3 separate regions of the Mus musculus genome follow, and regions 2 and 3 are each linked to region 1. Evidence: chromatin contacts called from public Hi-C data. All regions are on one chromosome and are shown on one strand. Each heading gives the region's core, a stretch centred on a gene start, on an enhancer-like site or on the middle of the called end of the contact. The rest is flanking DNA. Distances are from core to core; before and after follow the strand shown.

The links. Hi-C and Micro-C count contacts between places; a contact is called where the count stands out from the background.
Region 2: a Hi-C map of adipose-derived mesenchymal stem cells shows a contact between it and region 1, with 1.9 times the contacts expected there. The contact joins the enhancer-like site here to the promoter of Daw1 in region 1. A contact is called at or near these places in 1 of 39 promoter capture datasets (stem cell-derived epiblast-like cells), 5 of 484 Hi-C or Micro-C datasets (the HL-1 cell line, adipose-derived mesenchymal stem cells, embryonic stem cells and 2 more) and 2 of 115 datasets of contacts at active chromatin or transcription factors (intestinal crypt epithelium and intestinal villus epithelium).
Region 3: a contact with region 1 is called in a Hi-C map of the AML12 cell line, with 3 times the contacts expected there. The contact joins the promoter of Krtap28-13 here to the promoter of Daw1 in region 1. A contact is called at or near these places in 7 of 39 promoter capture datasets (the 3T3-L1 cell line, 3T3-L1-derived adipocytes, liver and 2 more), 18 of 484 Hi-C or Micro-C datasets (the AML12 cell line, beige adipocytes, cerebellar granule neurons and 11 more) and 2 of 9 other capture datasets (adipose tissue and liver).

The regions. Positions count from the first base shown.
Region 1 is chr1:83,156,840-83,161,522 of GRCm38.p6, forward strand. It overlaps Daw1 (dynein assembly factor with WDR repeat domains 1), which reads left to right and starts at 2,916. Exons shown (of 13, transcript NM_001372244.1): 1 at 2,916-2,999. The coding sequence starts at 2,960.
Region 2 is chr1:83,089,735-83,094,312 of GRCm38.p6, forward strand. No RefSeq gene overlaps it. Among named protein-coding and RNA genes, the nearest start is that of Ccl20, 25 kb to the right of the region's middle. Within about 2 kb of position 1,892, at least 21 of the 459 cell types and tissues checked have an H3K27ac peak or open chromatin away from gene starts, as enhancers often do. A contact at or near this core is called in adipose-derived mesenchymal stem cells, where this site is marked.
Region 3 is chr1:83,059,667-83,064,243 of GRCm38.p6, forward strand. It overlaps Krtap28-13 (keratin associated protein 28-13), which reads left to right and starts at 1,264. Exons shown (of 1, transcript NM_027778.2): 1 at 1,264-2,255. The coding sequence starts at 1,330. The coding sequence ends at 1,746.

The DNA of each region.
Region 1 (4,683 bases), core at 1,666-4,165:
AAGTCCTTGCCAATGCCGATTGCTCATCTATTGAGGAATTGCACAAAACCACTGAGGGTTCCATCCATGAAGGGTGGTAATGTCACCCTGTGAGAAAGCCACACTAAGCCACAGACTGTGATGCAGACCATCATCTGGGCAGTGTGTGCACGTGTGTGTGTGTGTGTGTGTGTGTGTGTGTGTGTGTGTGTGTGACTCATAGCTCAACACACTGGAGGTGAAAGAACTCTGCATACTTGCACACTGGTTGAGAGACTGGTCCTGTGGCTTCTGGTAATGAGTAAGCAGTAAGTCAACTTTAACCTCAATTTGAGCCACTGCCAAGAGAGATCTGAGTCCATTTGACACTCTACCTGCTTTTTATTTAATGACCTGTTTGTACACAACTAGAAGACAATAGTTTTCTAGGAAAATGGCATATGAGAACTTAGATTGGACATTTGTCAAGGGTTCTGGTTTGTTGAATTAGGACCCTAATGTCCCTAATATAAGAGGTCCTTGGAAGGACTACTATGGTTTTGGAAACTGAATAGAACTCAGTGTGCCATTTCTGAATAATTGTTCTCATACAGAGACCAAGGTAAAGGCCTGTTGACTTCTTGGGAGGTCTTGGCCCTGAAGAAATTGGGATTCAACTTGAAGGGTATGTTTAGTTTGGGTTTGAAGAGGTATGTATTGAGGGCTTGGGCCCCAAATGTAGTGGTGTTCAGAAACAGGGTCTTTTGGAGGTGACTGGGTGACTCTAACTTCATCAATAGATTGACCATTAAGGGAGTCACAGCTTAATTGTCTATTGGGAATTAGTAGCAGCTAAAGGAATTGGGGCCTACTTGGAAGAAGGAGAACATTTAGGGGTTCCCTTAATTTTCCCGTCCCCTCCCTCTGTTTGCTTCCTGGCCACAATGAGGTGGATAGCCTCCTGTAGAACATGCTGTGATGTTTCAAGGATAGACCCCCAAAGTGACCGAGTCAACCATAGACTCAAACCTCAAAAGCCATAATCCAAAATAAGCCCTTCATCATTTAAGTTGATTCCTTTCAGGTATTTTATTATAGTAACGGAAAGCTGACCCAGAGAGAATGGGGTGGGGGCAGTGCTGCCTTTTGGATTGGGTCAAATAATGCATTGTGGGCAGGACTTTCTGAATTGTATCCTCTCTTGTGGACTATGACAGCAGATACTGAAGTAACTTGCTATAGTTATGAAGGCAATGATGCTGTAAAAGAAGCCCTGAGGGCAGGTTTGAATTGTTCTACAGAAACCATGCCCATCAAGATTAATCTAATAGTTCTGCCCAGGTATGTGATGAAAAGAAGGACACTGGGGATGACATAGTCTCTCTGTCCTCAATCAGGCTATGGCAGTCATCAAAGAGAAGATTGAGGAGAAGAGGGGAGTGTTCACAAGAAACTCAAGAAGAGCGAAGACCAGAGTGTGGATACTTCATTCCTCCTTAGAATAGGGAACAAAACACCCATGGAAGGAGTTACAGTGACAAAGTTTGGAGCTAAGATGAAAGGATGGACCATCCAGAGACTACCCTACCCAGGGATCCATCCCATAATCAGCCACCAAACCCAGACACTATTGCATATGCCAGCAAGATTTTGCAGAAAGGACCCTGATATAGCTGTCTCGAGTGAGGCTATGCCAGTGCCTGGCAAATACAGAAGTGGATGCTCACAGTCATTTATAGGATAGAACACAGGGCTTCCAAAGAAGGAGCTAGAGAAAGTACCCAAGGAGATGAAGGGGTCTGCAACCCTATAGGTGGAACAACAATATGAACTAACTAGTACCCCCAGAGCTCGTGTCTCTAGCTGCATAGTAGCAGAAGTTGGCCTAGTCGGCCATCATTAAGAAGAGAGGCCCCTTGGTCTTGCAAACTTTATATGCCCCAGTACAGGGGAATGCCAGGGCCAAGAAGTGGGAGTGGGTGGGTAGGGGAACAGGGAGCGGGGAAGGTATAAGGAACTTTCAGAATAGCATTTGAAATGTAAATAAAGAAAATATCTAATTAAAAAAAGAGGGAAGTGTTCAGTGTTCAGATGGAGCCCAAAGTGGTCACAGATACAGATGAGACTGAACGTGCAAGGCAGCTGGAACGGCTTGAAAGAGAAGATGCAGAAGTGGATGGAGATGACGATGCAGAAGAAATGGAAGCCAAAGCTGAAGATGACATTTTGGAAAACAGTCCAATTTACAGAGTACGAGGCAGCCCTTCCTGGCTGCAAACCCTAGACTTGAAAGTTTTCCAGTATTGGAAACTTGAAAGCTGAATATTTTTATTTCCAAGTATTTAAGTATTCAACAAGCCAGAATCTAAATGCCCTCCTTCATGTCAGCTGTTTTCACATAGTGGCTCTAACACCTCAAGTATTTTTCTAAGGGAGTGGCTTGATTTGACCAGAGACAAATCTTCAACAGCAGTCCTAATATTGGGCTTACAGTTTCCATTGCTCATGTCTCTGGAATGGCACCCTTATGGTTCAGAGATTTACCAGAGGCTCCAAACACAAACAATCAATCACAATCTTTCTATATAAAATGTATTCAAGCGAACATCAAATAAATTTCTGGGATATTTAAAAAAATTGCATAATTGTATTTGCTCTTTATTGAAAACTGTATGAACATTTTATTTTCCACAACTACTCTTTTTATCACACTCTAAAAGAAGCTAAGATAATCAGTCGATTTGGAGAAAATTTAAACAGTTAAAGAATTAACTCTTTTCTATGTGGTGGACCAATGTCAAAACTGGGACACACTGGCTGCTCCTCAGATAGCTTGCTACAGCAAGCTATGGCTGAGCGGCAAGCTGAGTTTACCCAGCTCTGGGCTGCCGCTGGGCTCCCCTGTACCCGCCCAGAAAAACTTGCGCACGCGCCTTAGCGTCCTACTGCTGTTTGTTAGTTTCCATGGCTACGAAGCCCCTCAGGGTAGGAAAGTAGGAAAATGAAGCTTAAGAGCCTCTTGCTTCGCTATTACCCACCAGGTACGGGGTTCCCACGAGTGGGCCCTGGCTTCCCTTTCTGGGATGGTCTGGGACGAAGGAGGGGGCGGGGACTCGAGGAAGGGCTCTGAGTAGCCGGGTCTCAGTGACCAATTGGGACAGGTAGTTAGAGCTCCCCAGTCTGGGTCACCCACCTTTTCATACGCTGCCGACCACTGTTCCTTAAAGTCCTTTATGTGACTCTTTGAGAAAGTCTTTAAACTTTTAAATGCTTTCTAGTAAATTATGAGTCTGAGGAGGGAGGGGCCGAGGGGTAGTGAACAGTGACACCCTGGGACAGTGTTTTCTGGAACAACAGAGATGAATCTACTGTTATTTTAAAGTCTTAATGATCAAGTTAAAGCGAAGGACACATGAAAAGAAAAACTCATACTCCACTGAGCGCGCCACCTTTGTCACACTCTCCAGTTTGCTGCAGTAGGAAATCAGTTTATGATATGAACGTCCAAGGTAACCTGCTTTGTGCGCCTCGCCATGTGCCTTTAAAGAAGGCCAGAATCCTTGATTCCAACGTGGTGATTGTGAATAAGCCCACGAAATGCTGCTGTTTTAGAGTAGGGTATGCTTTTCTGGTGGTCATAAGTTATGTGTTGGGGAGGGGGGTGGGGTTTGCTCACCATGAGAGAATAACTGAAATACAACTTGTTGAGGACAAAATAGGAGGAGAACTCTCAGCTTCTCGAAACTCAAATTAAAAATAAAAGGGTCAGGGGTGGGGTGGGGAGGGCCGCAGTGAGGAAAGTTATTTTCTGACCTCTGCACACATGTTCTGTGGCTCTCATGTGTGCGTGTGCACATACACATAACATAAATGAATAAATGTAATTGACAACAAAGCCCTTAAAACTTGGCTCAGGGTAACGGCTGACTACAACGGCTCAATGAAACATTTGGGTAAAGAAACTGCAGAGATTTCAGAGTAGAGTAAGTGAATTCACTTTGTCCTGGTTTCAGCATGACAGTTTTAAGGGTGTGAACTTGAGGAATCTCAGGGCACGTGTCTCGTTTGCCTCAGCAAAGCAGCCAACATTTTTTAGCCAAAATGTCTAATAGTCAAGGCTGTTATTTCTTTCTTTGAGGCCATCCTGATTTTGTTCCTTTTGTGCTTTGTCCCCTGTCAGCAGGTCATAGGTTCAGCATTTTGTATTTATTTTCTTCAGAAGCTACACAGACAATCCTTTACTCGCCCTGACACCACTTACTGCTCCTCTCTGCTCAGTCTTTTCCATCTATCAATAAATTATATCAGCTCTACTTCCAAAACATTTGGTGAATCTCTCGGTTCAGCCCTCTTTCCCCTCCCAGTTCGACTCAGCATCCTTTCCGTTTGCTGACACACTCCAGCCCAGTCCGTCTCTTGTTGGGAAACTTCAGGGTCTGCTCAAGTGCTTTCTTGGCTTTGAGTCTCATCTACCGTTTGCCAGTAGAATCTGAACCCAACACCTCCAACAATCGCCTAGTATGCTCCTGTTAGGCTTAGAATAAGATCTACAGTCTGAAAGAAATGGCCCAGGCTGCTCTGTCGACTTCTAGAACTTTACTCTCTGCCATCTCTATAGTTTAGGTCTCTGACCTATTTTTCTAAAACTTACAAGAAGGCCTGTCATGCACTGTCTCCCTTCTGGACAGAGCTTCCCCTAAACCTCACAATGCCTAGCTTCTCTTT
Region 2 (4,578 bases), core at 642-3,141, 68 kb before region 1:
AGAAACGGGTCTTCTGAGAGCCAATCACAGCAGCATGAATGCTGGGCCACACCCCTTAGTAAAATACCTCAAGTCAAATAAAATGTTTAAAAATCATGTCCTAGTATTTTCTTATATGAGTATTTAACCTAGTTTGATAACTTTCAAATCAGAAATGTTTCTCACAGACTTTTATATGTATTTATTTACTTAATGCTTTTCCCCTAGCTGGGGGTGTTATGGGATGGTGTAAGGCTTTGGGATGGTGTGGGATGGTATGGAATGGTGTAGGTATGGCACCGAGCTGGTGGAAGTATGTCTGTAGAGGGAGGCCTTGGAAGATTATGCTCAGCTCCTGGTTGGTGGAGGGCTCTCTCTGCCCTATTGTGTATTGTCAGTAATCTGAACAATCCCTACCACAGGCTCCTACACTGTGAATCGATCTGTAGTACCCTAATTGCCACTCCATCAGGATCTGAACCCTCAGGCACCACAAGACAAAACAAATAATTCCTTTCAGAGGTTGGTTCTGTCAAAGCCTCCGGATGACAGTGACCCAGAAATAATACACTGAAAAATCTCTAATGGCTTACATCATTGGTGGACATTTAAAAAATGAATTAGAGGCTGATGAGATTACAGCTAAAGGTGCTTGCTGCCAGTCCTGATGACCTGAGATCAATGCCCAGGACCCACACGGTAGAAGGGAAGTCGTAGTCTGATCCCAAGTGTGTATGTTGTGGTATGCACTTAAATAAATAAATGTAAAACTTTTTTTAAAAGGTGATTTAATTAAAATGAAAAATAACCCCCTTGGGAAGATGACCTGGCATGATATGCCAACATCTTTGGAGACAGGTTCCTGTGTCATGTTGCTATCCTATTATTCTCTGATTCTGTGACTGGGGTGAGAAAGTTCAGTGCAGACAGTGAATTCTGAAACTTGAGACCAGACTGCTGAGGTTGGTGAGAAAAAGCTAAGCTGGAGGTAAAGCATGAGAAAGAACCAGTGATTAACCGGTATAGGAAATAAGGCAGGAGTAAGCCAATATATTTAGATCATGGTGGAGACTTTTGTGAACCTCAGCAAACTCCATTTGAGGTGCTAAATAGATATGGATGTTATGGTGAGGGTGACTATGTGCTGTGAGAAACAAAGACCCTGTTCACAGTAAAGACCCAAATCTTGTTTCATCTCACTGCCTGGAAAAGCAGGCTTCTAACTACATCCCAAGCGATAAAGACAACACAACAGCTAAGAAAGACAATGGTCTGGTTGTTCTAGGAATGAGGGAAGAAACACTTGAGAAAGACCTTTAAGTTGGGAGTGCTCTAAGGCTCAGGGGGTGAGAGACCACAGGCTTCTAAACAGTTCTTGGAAGAGCTGAACTGCAGCTGATAACAGACCGTTAACAGGTGAGGATACTCTAACTCTCCCAGGGCTCCCAAGAATCTAGGTGTTCTTGGAAATCTTGTCTACTCTAGGTGCCTCCAGACACAATGGATGACTGGAAAGCCTGGCTCCAAGAGAATCTCAGGAAGAGGAGCAAAGCTTTTACTTCTGCTCCTGGCTGTGCATTTTGCCCAAGGCTAAGGTGCCTTTGCAGTAAGTTTCCCAGGCATTGTCTTCCCACTCTTCTCAACTCCTCACGCTCCTTTTTGATCACACCCTGGTGAGCCTGTGGTTTGTATGTGCTTACTTCAAACCCCTGTGTGAATTTAGTTTTGTGGCTTGGAGGAGAGAATCGGATGGCTCAAGTACAGTCACGCCAGGATGCTGTTACTCACTCCTGGGAACTGGAAGACATTCAAGAGCTGGAGTATTTGTTGAGACAAGATGCTGACAGGCTACTTTCTACTCTGAAAAAGTCAAGTCTCTTCTTGGTATGCAGGAAATGATAACTAGGTCACAAGGAAGGCAGGACCAAGATCCTAAGTCACAGCTGCAAGGGCTGATGTGAAAGAGGGAGGTACTGGTATCCTTTGACCCTCTGGCCAAATGGCACACGTGCTGGGGAAACTTTTGTAGGATGGTATCACGCAGAGTGTAGGAGGATTGCAAATGGAATGTCAAGCAAGAAGAGGGGGTGTGGATTTATTTTATTATTTTATTTTTAAAGCCACTTTGTAAAAGAAATGAGCATAGGTTCCCAGATGTATCTTAACACATTTAGGAGCTTCCAAGATGTTTGCATACGTATCAGGTAAAAATGTTTTCAATTAATTAATTTATTAATTAAGTAACATTCTACTCCTCCCATTTCCAGAATGTGCATTTTCCTCTTACTCAAGGACAGCTCTTACCTATGTCAAGACAAGTTTTGAGATAACAGTGATTGGGGCGGGGGGAAGTGAGGAGCTGAACAAATCCATCTTATCTTCTGGTACAGTATCATGTGTATGATTCTCATACCACACCATACTATTTTTAATAGACTTAATAAGGATAGAGAGATAATTCTTAAATTTCTATTTTTCTCAGTGTATTCATTAGTGTGGGAGTCCAACAGAGCTGGGTAATCCTCTCACTTGTCTTCTTTAATAGAATGTATAAAATACACAATTTAGAACCATAGTTTCTTTTATTTTTCCTCCCCCTCCTCTTCTCCTCCTAATGTCATCCCTTCCCCTCCCCTTTCCTCTCTCCCTCTCTCCCCCCTCCCCTTTATTTATACTGGGAATTAATGAAGGCAAGGCAAGCACCAATCTTCCATACCCCTCAGCCGTCCTTTTGGTTTTTCTTCTGCCCAGAAGTCCACATTTCTTTGCCTTTCTCTTCGTCTTCTGAGTCGACTGATTGATTGTACCTTCTCTCTGCCCCTTCTTCCATGATATGTTTGCAGAGCCTTAGCGGGGGTGATAGAAATGCCATGTTTAGAGCTGAGCCCTAAACTGTTACTTTTTCTCAACATTTTGAGTGTTGAGTATCTCTGTTTTCATCATCATTGGAGCCAAGAGAACCTTCTCACATTAAGGCTGGGAGTACTGTTTGTCTATGGATACAGTTATAAGTATTTTTAAAGCCTGGTTCCAAGAAAGGAAGCAGTGGATCAATTTCTTACTTAGTTTTGCATGGTTAAGATTTATGAAAAATTAGGTTCTTTAGTTTTTCTTTTTTTAAAAAAGATTGAAAATTGCACTTATTTGGTGTTCATCTGTGGTGGTCAGTGTTGGACTCCCCCTTTCCTCAGGCTCGGCAGCAGGTGCCTCCTCTTGAACCCCTGTCAGCCTTCCTTGGTTGTCTCTTTGCTAATATCCAGAGGCCCCACATCCAGTCTCTACCTCCAATCTTCATTCTTTAATGAATTCTTTCCAGCAGGAGGGAGGAGATATAGCCAACACTAAGGATATTTGAAAAAGCCAAGTGGAAACTTATTACCTCATAAACTCATGTGAAAGAGTTTAATTTGGGTTACCCTACAGAGCGGATAATGCCAAGAGGGGATAATCTCCCAGAAGCCAAGAGGGAGGAGGGGAAGGGAGAGGTAGGAGATAGGAAGGGGAAAGGATTGAAAGAGAAGGGGGAAGGGTAGAGGAGTGGTAAAGGAGGGAGGGGGATGAGGGGAGGAGGGAAGGGGGAGAGGGAAAGAAGGGGGAAATCTTGCGCGTGCTCGACTTGCCAGGAAGAACAACGCTGCAACAGGATCCTTCTGCACACGTGTATTGGGAGAGCTTGATTGTAGAGGTGAAAAGACCCCGAGCCCAGAACTGGTGCTGCTTATATAGGCCTAGGAGAGGCGTGTCTCACATCTGATTGGTTAACTTGTCTCTCATCTTGGCAAAAGAACCTTCACTGCCTATGTATGTGTGGTGGCCAGCAGTAGCCAACTGCCACTCTGCAACTGCCACTCTACAACGGCTTCCCACATGGGAAAGAAAAGGAGGGGGAAGGGGGAAGAAAGATGAGAAAACGAGGGGAGGGGTAAGGGGAAAGGAGGGGTAAGGGGAGAGAAGGGAGAAGTGGGAAGGGGAACGGAGGGGAAGGGATGGCATTGGAAGGAGGAGAAGAAGGGGGTGGAAAAACAAAAGAAAATATATCTATTTTATTGCCAAATAAAAAGTCCAGTGTCAGGTAAAAAGTTCAGATGTCTCTTCTTGGACTGTTGGTTAGGCTATCCCAGGTACAAGCCCCAGACAATGTAGGCTATTGTCATTGTTGTTGATTGGCAAGGAATTGGTGGTAAGTCCCTATTGCTGAAGACATCATGCCCTTTGGCCACAGGACATAGAGAAATCAAGTTGGCCCTGACCAGTTATTTTCCTCATTATTGGCTAGCTTTCATAGGACTGGAAAGTGCTATGCAGGCTGCTAGAGGAAAAAGCCATCAACAATTTTGCCTATTAACCTATTATAATTACCCATATGGTAAGCTATGCCAATAGTGTAATAATGACACAAATATTGTGAAGGTAGCAATCACTTTCTGACTGTATTTAAGGCCTATTCTGCGGGATAGCATGCATGCCTAGTATAGTATATCATCCAAAACCCATAGTCAGGAAGCTCATAGGCTCTGGTGGTGAACCCATGACTACCTTTTTGCTAAATGGACATATATCAAACTGTTCTCTATATTAATGGTCTATACCCATAGACCA
Region 3 (4,577 bases), core at 14-2,513, 99 kb before region 1:
CACTCTCTTGCAGATATAGTCTTTTACAGCTATGAATATCAAACCTAGGTCAGATAAAAGTACTGTGTGTCTATCTCTATGTCTTAGTCATTGCAGGTCAGACAATTATCCATCTTTGGGAACTCTTTTTGGGAACATGCCCCTTTATGAAAATGTTCTCAGAAGAATTCATGGTACAAACTGGCATCAAAAGGGACATGGCAGGCAGCCCTAAAATGAGCAATCTCACTTTAAAGCACAGATGTTCTCTTCATGGTTCCCTGGGATTCTTAATTCACTAGAAAAACCTTTAAAGTTGTAGTAAAATAATTATGTGCTGTCTAATGTTAACAATACAATTCTGTGGCAGCCTGGCCTAAACAGCAGCAAGGGCGAAGCTCCTGTCTTTCGTTGATCTGTTGTATGATTATTTTTGAAATCCCAAAACTCCCTTAAAATGAAATGGTGACTGGAAATGTCCAGCTAACTCAGCCTGCCAGGTTTCCACTTCTGGTCCCAAGCACCTGCCGCAGTCATGTGCAGTGGATGAGGCTACATACTTGCTCAGTTGTCTTCACAGTAGGGCAATTTGGCTAATTTAGATACCACCAATAAGCCACAGCAGAGATCCGTGCATGTGTTGTTCATGTGGTGTGCATGTGGTATGCATGTGGTGTGCATGTGCTATGCATGTGCTGTACATGTGCTGTGCATGCGCTACACACACCACACCACTGTCTCTACTGAACTTACATGCAGGCTCAGGTCACAGATGGATGATCTGGCTTTTCAGGGCCGTATCTACTCTGGGATCCCCATGTTCCAGGGCTTCCAATTGGGATCTCTTTATTAATCCAGTGGGAAAAGAAGGAGAATGAAAGCATTAAAATCCATTCGCTTGATATGCGTCTCGTCAACCAGGGGCTAGGAGGGCTGTTCCTACACAACTGTTTGACTGCCCAGAACCTGGAGGATCCAGCCTCATGCAGAAGACACTCATAAATGTCTCCTTAGATGCAGAATTCACTTGGGAATGCTACAACTGCTTTTCCTCTGCATTTTATGAATCGTATTCCTGCTCTTGGATTAGATAGGCACCATACTTTTTCACTCCCAAATGAATACTCCAAGGGTTTCCAAGATAGTAATGCTAAAAATAGCACTGCTATTGTGACACACTGACTCAAGAAGGAAGTAAACAAAGTCTTGGAAAATTCTCCATGGAAACTAGGCTAAAAATAAAGGGGGAGCAGTATAAAAGGGGGTTCCCAGCAGAAAGAGGGCATCACACTGTTCTCTCCTCTCCTGAGTCTCTCCCCTCACTGCACCTGAATCCTCTTTACTGACACCATGGGTTGCTGTGGCTGTGGAGGCTGTGGCGGCTGCGGCGGCTGTGGTTGTGGCGGCTGTGGCTGTGGCGGCTGTGGCTGCGGTGGCTGTGGCTGCGGTGGCTGTGGCTGCGGTGGCTGTGGCTGCGGTGGCTGTGGCTGCGGTGGCTGTGGCGGCTGCGGTGGCTGTGGCGGCTGTGGCTGTGGCTGTGGTGGCTGTGGCTGTGGTGGCTGTGGTGGCTGTGGCTGCTGTGGTGGCTGCTGTGGTTGCTGTGGCTGCTGCAAGCCTACGGTAGTCTGCTGCTGCCGCCGCAGCTGCTGCCGCTCCTGTGGCTGTGGCTCCTGTGGCTGCGGCTGCGGCTGTGGCTGTGGGAAGGGCTGTTGCCAGCAGAAGTGCTGCTGCCAGCAGAAGTGTGGATGCAAGAAGTGCTGCTGCTAGCTTGGGATGTCTGGCCCCTGAGCAAGTGCTACCAGTACCGATCTGTTGGTAAGTCCTGAGTGCAGAGGATGGAACAAGTCACCCTGATCTCGCTGCTAAGGCTTTCCTCTGTCCTAGTCTGAGTATACCCTGCTGTCTCCCCAGCATCTGTCTCTCTAGAATCCGGACTCTGAAACTTTGTTGCCTGATTTGAATACTCTGAAGTTCAAGTAAATTTCCTTATCATTTTAAATGCAGTCATAGTCAATGTTAAGAAAGGACAAAGGTGCAGGGCATCTTGGTTACTGATGTCAATAAGATTGTATAATGGTCCCCATTGTGTTTCCTTCTTGAATTTCTATCTATGCTTTAGGTCAGCTTGTGTTTAACAATGGCAATGTCTATTCTCTGTAATGGTAATGTATATTCTCTGTTTAACAACGGTAATATAGATTCTCTGTAGTCACAGAAGTCTTTCTAGAGTCCAGACAATGTGTTAATCCCCTTTAAATAAAATTACAAAATAAAACATAAAATGTCTCCTTCAGTCTTATTCACTTTGTTATTTTTGGCATATTATCATTCATTATTATGCTCTGCGAGATATGCCCATCAAACACACACAAATAATTAAGTCCCTATGAGATTTGTTATCTAGATATACACAGATGACCATGAATATGAGGCAGAAAAATAGCCTTGTAAAATATTCACATCGATGGGACATAGTATGGATAAAGAGGATTAGCACACTGTTGTGTGGGCCATGGTTGTAACTCAAAAGAACGAGAGCTCAAGAAACAGATCATCTTGGCACGTGGTTTGAAGAGTCAGTGAGGATTAGTAGAACTGATTAGGGGTAGATGTTCCAGTCAAGACAGAAAGGTGAATAATGGGAGACTGAGACATACATGGGAGTCTGCAAAAAAGGGCATTTGAGATCAAGTATATTGACATCAGCACCTATAAATAAGCAAGAAAAGGAAGGCTAAGATGCTGCTGTAGGCATCTGAGGGTCATATTAAATGTAGTCAGCAATTAGACAAGGAGCCAATCACTTCTCCAAGTTTGTCCCATTCTGTAAGGGATAGAAAGATAGAGAGTTGATAGCCTAGATATGTAAGAGTTATCTAATACTTGCTCAGATCACCCTGCTCACAGTCATGAGGAGTTTTTTCTGTTGTAGATACAACTTGGTACTGTGTCTGGAAACCTGTGAAACCATGAGCTAAAGCAAACCTTTCATCAGTGAGGCTGTTTGTCACTGTAGTGCAAAGTCTAATATAGTAGGCTACAGTGTCATCTGATGGGTGAAGAGACTTGTAGACACTTAATACAACCAATGCAAAGATTCAGGAACTTTCCATATAGTGAATTTTATCTTCTGGGAAGGGGCTTGTCATTTGGTGACTTTTCATCCTGCAAAGATTATAGAATGAATTTACAGAAATCCTACATATCACACACACACACACACACACACACACACACACACGCACACACTCACACTCACACACACTCAATGCATCACACATACAGGCATAGCGGCTTTTTTTTTTTCTCCAAAGATTATGGTGCAGAAAACATGAGATTCAGCCATTCCTAAAAGAGAGTTGGTAAACATGGCAGTATGAGGCTATGCCAGGATGAACGTGACACACTGGTTTACAATAAACTTTTATAAGCATGAACATACTCCAAAATAACAATGGAAGTACAGTGTAGCAATAATATTAGCTAGCAACAGTGTTTGCTATCATTATTAAACACCACACAAAGAATGTAATTGTATACGCTGTACCTTTCTGGGAATGACAGCAAGGTAGGCTTGTTCATACCAGCGATGTCATAAATTCATGAGCAATGAGCCACCACAAATGGATAGTGGCTGCAGTGTCACTGTGTGACAGAAAAATTTCAGATCTATTGCAATTTGATGGGACCACGATCATATGTGGCATGATACTGGACCAACATGACAGACACATGAAAGTCCTATACAAAGAATGTTATTGGGCTGTGTATTGGTGCTGGCTGGCTTGGTGGGACGGCAGGAGACTTTGTGAGGACAGTGAGAGAGGCCCACAGGACAGTGCAAAGGTGAGCAGTGGTGACTGGCTTGCCCTTACGTGTAGGAAAGCTCGGATTTGGCCCACAGCAGGTTTTCTTTGGCTTGGCTCCTGGCTCTCTCATTTGATAGCATGACCAATTTTGTTCAAGATGTCTGAAGTTTAAGAAATGAAGCCTTGTTGGGCTCCTTGTGATTCGGGTTTGTGATTCGGGTTAGTCCTTGACAAGGGCCTCAGCTAACATCAGAGTACATTCAGTCTTCCCTGTGTTACCATCAAATAATCCAAACTGACAATGCTGCTTTTATCTTTATTTAGACTTACTGAACCAGGCACAGATAATATTGACTTTAACCCCTGGTGATAAAGAAAATAGTGGTTTTTTTTTGCAGTTACTAACAAGATAATTATTCAATACTAATCTATGTTTCAGCTGGCTTTTTCTGATCTGTCATCTGCCGTGGGTAACCTGGGTCGGTCTTCTAAGCCATCTGTAGAGAAACACCACAGACTGCCTTGCATAGAAAATAAATTAATCTTCTCATACTTCTAAAACCTGCGAGGTCAAACTCAAGGATCTGATGGGACTTTTGCCCCCAGAAGACCCTCTCCTTGTTTTGTAGATGGTTCCTGCCTCCTTTTCCTCACGGGGACTTTCTTCTATATCTGTCACTCCTGGTGTTGCTTCATCTTATAAAAAGACCATAGAGTGTGTGCCAGTTATTCTCAGCAGCGAAAACATCTGACATAAGCAACGTCAGCTGCGGGGAGCTGTCAATCAGG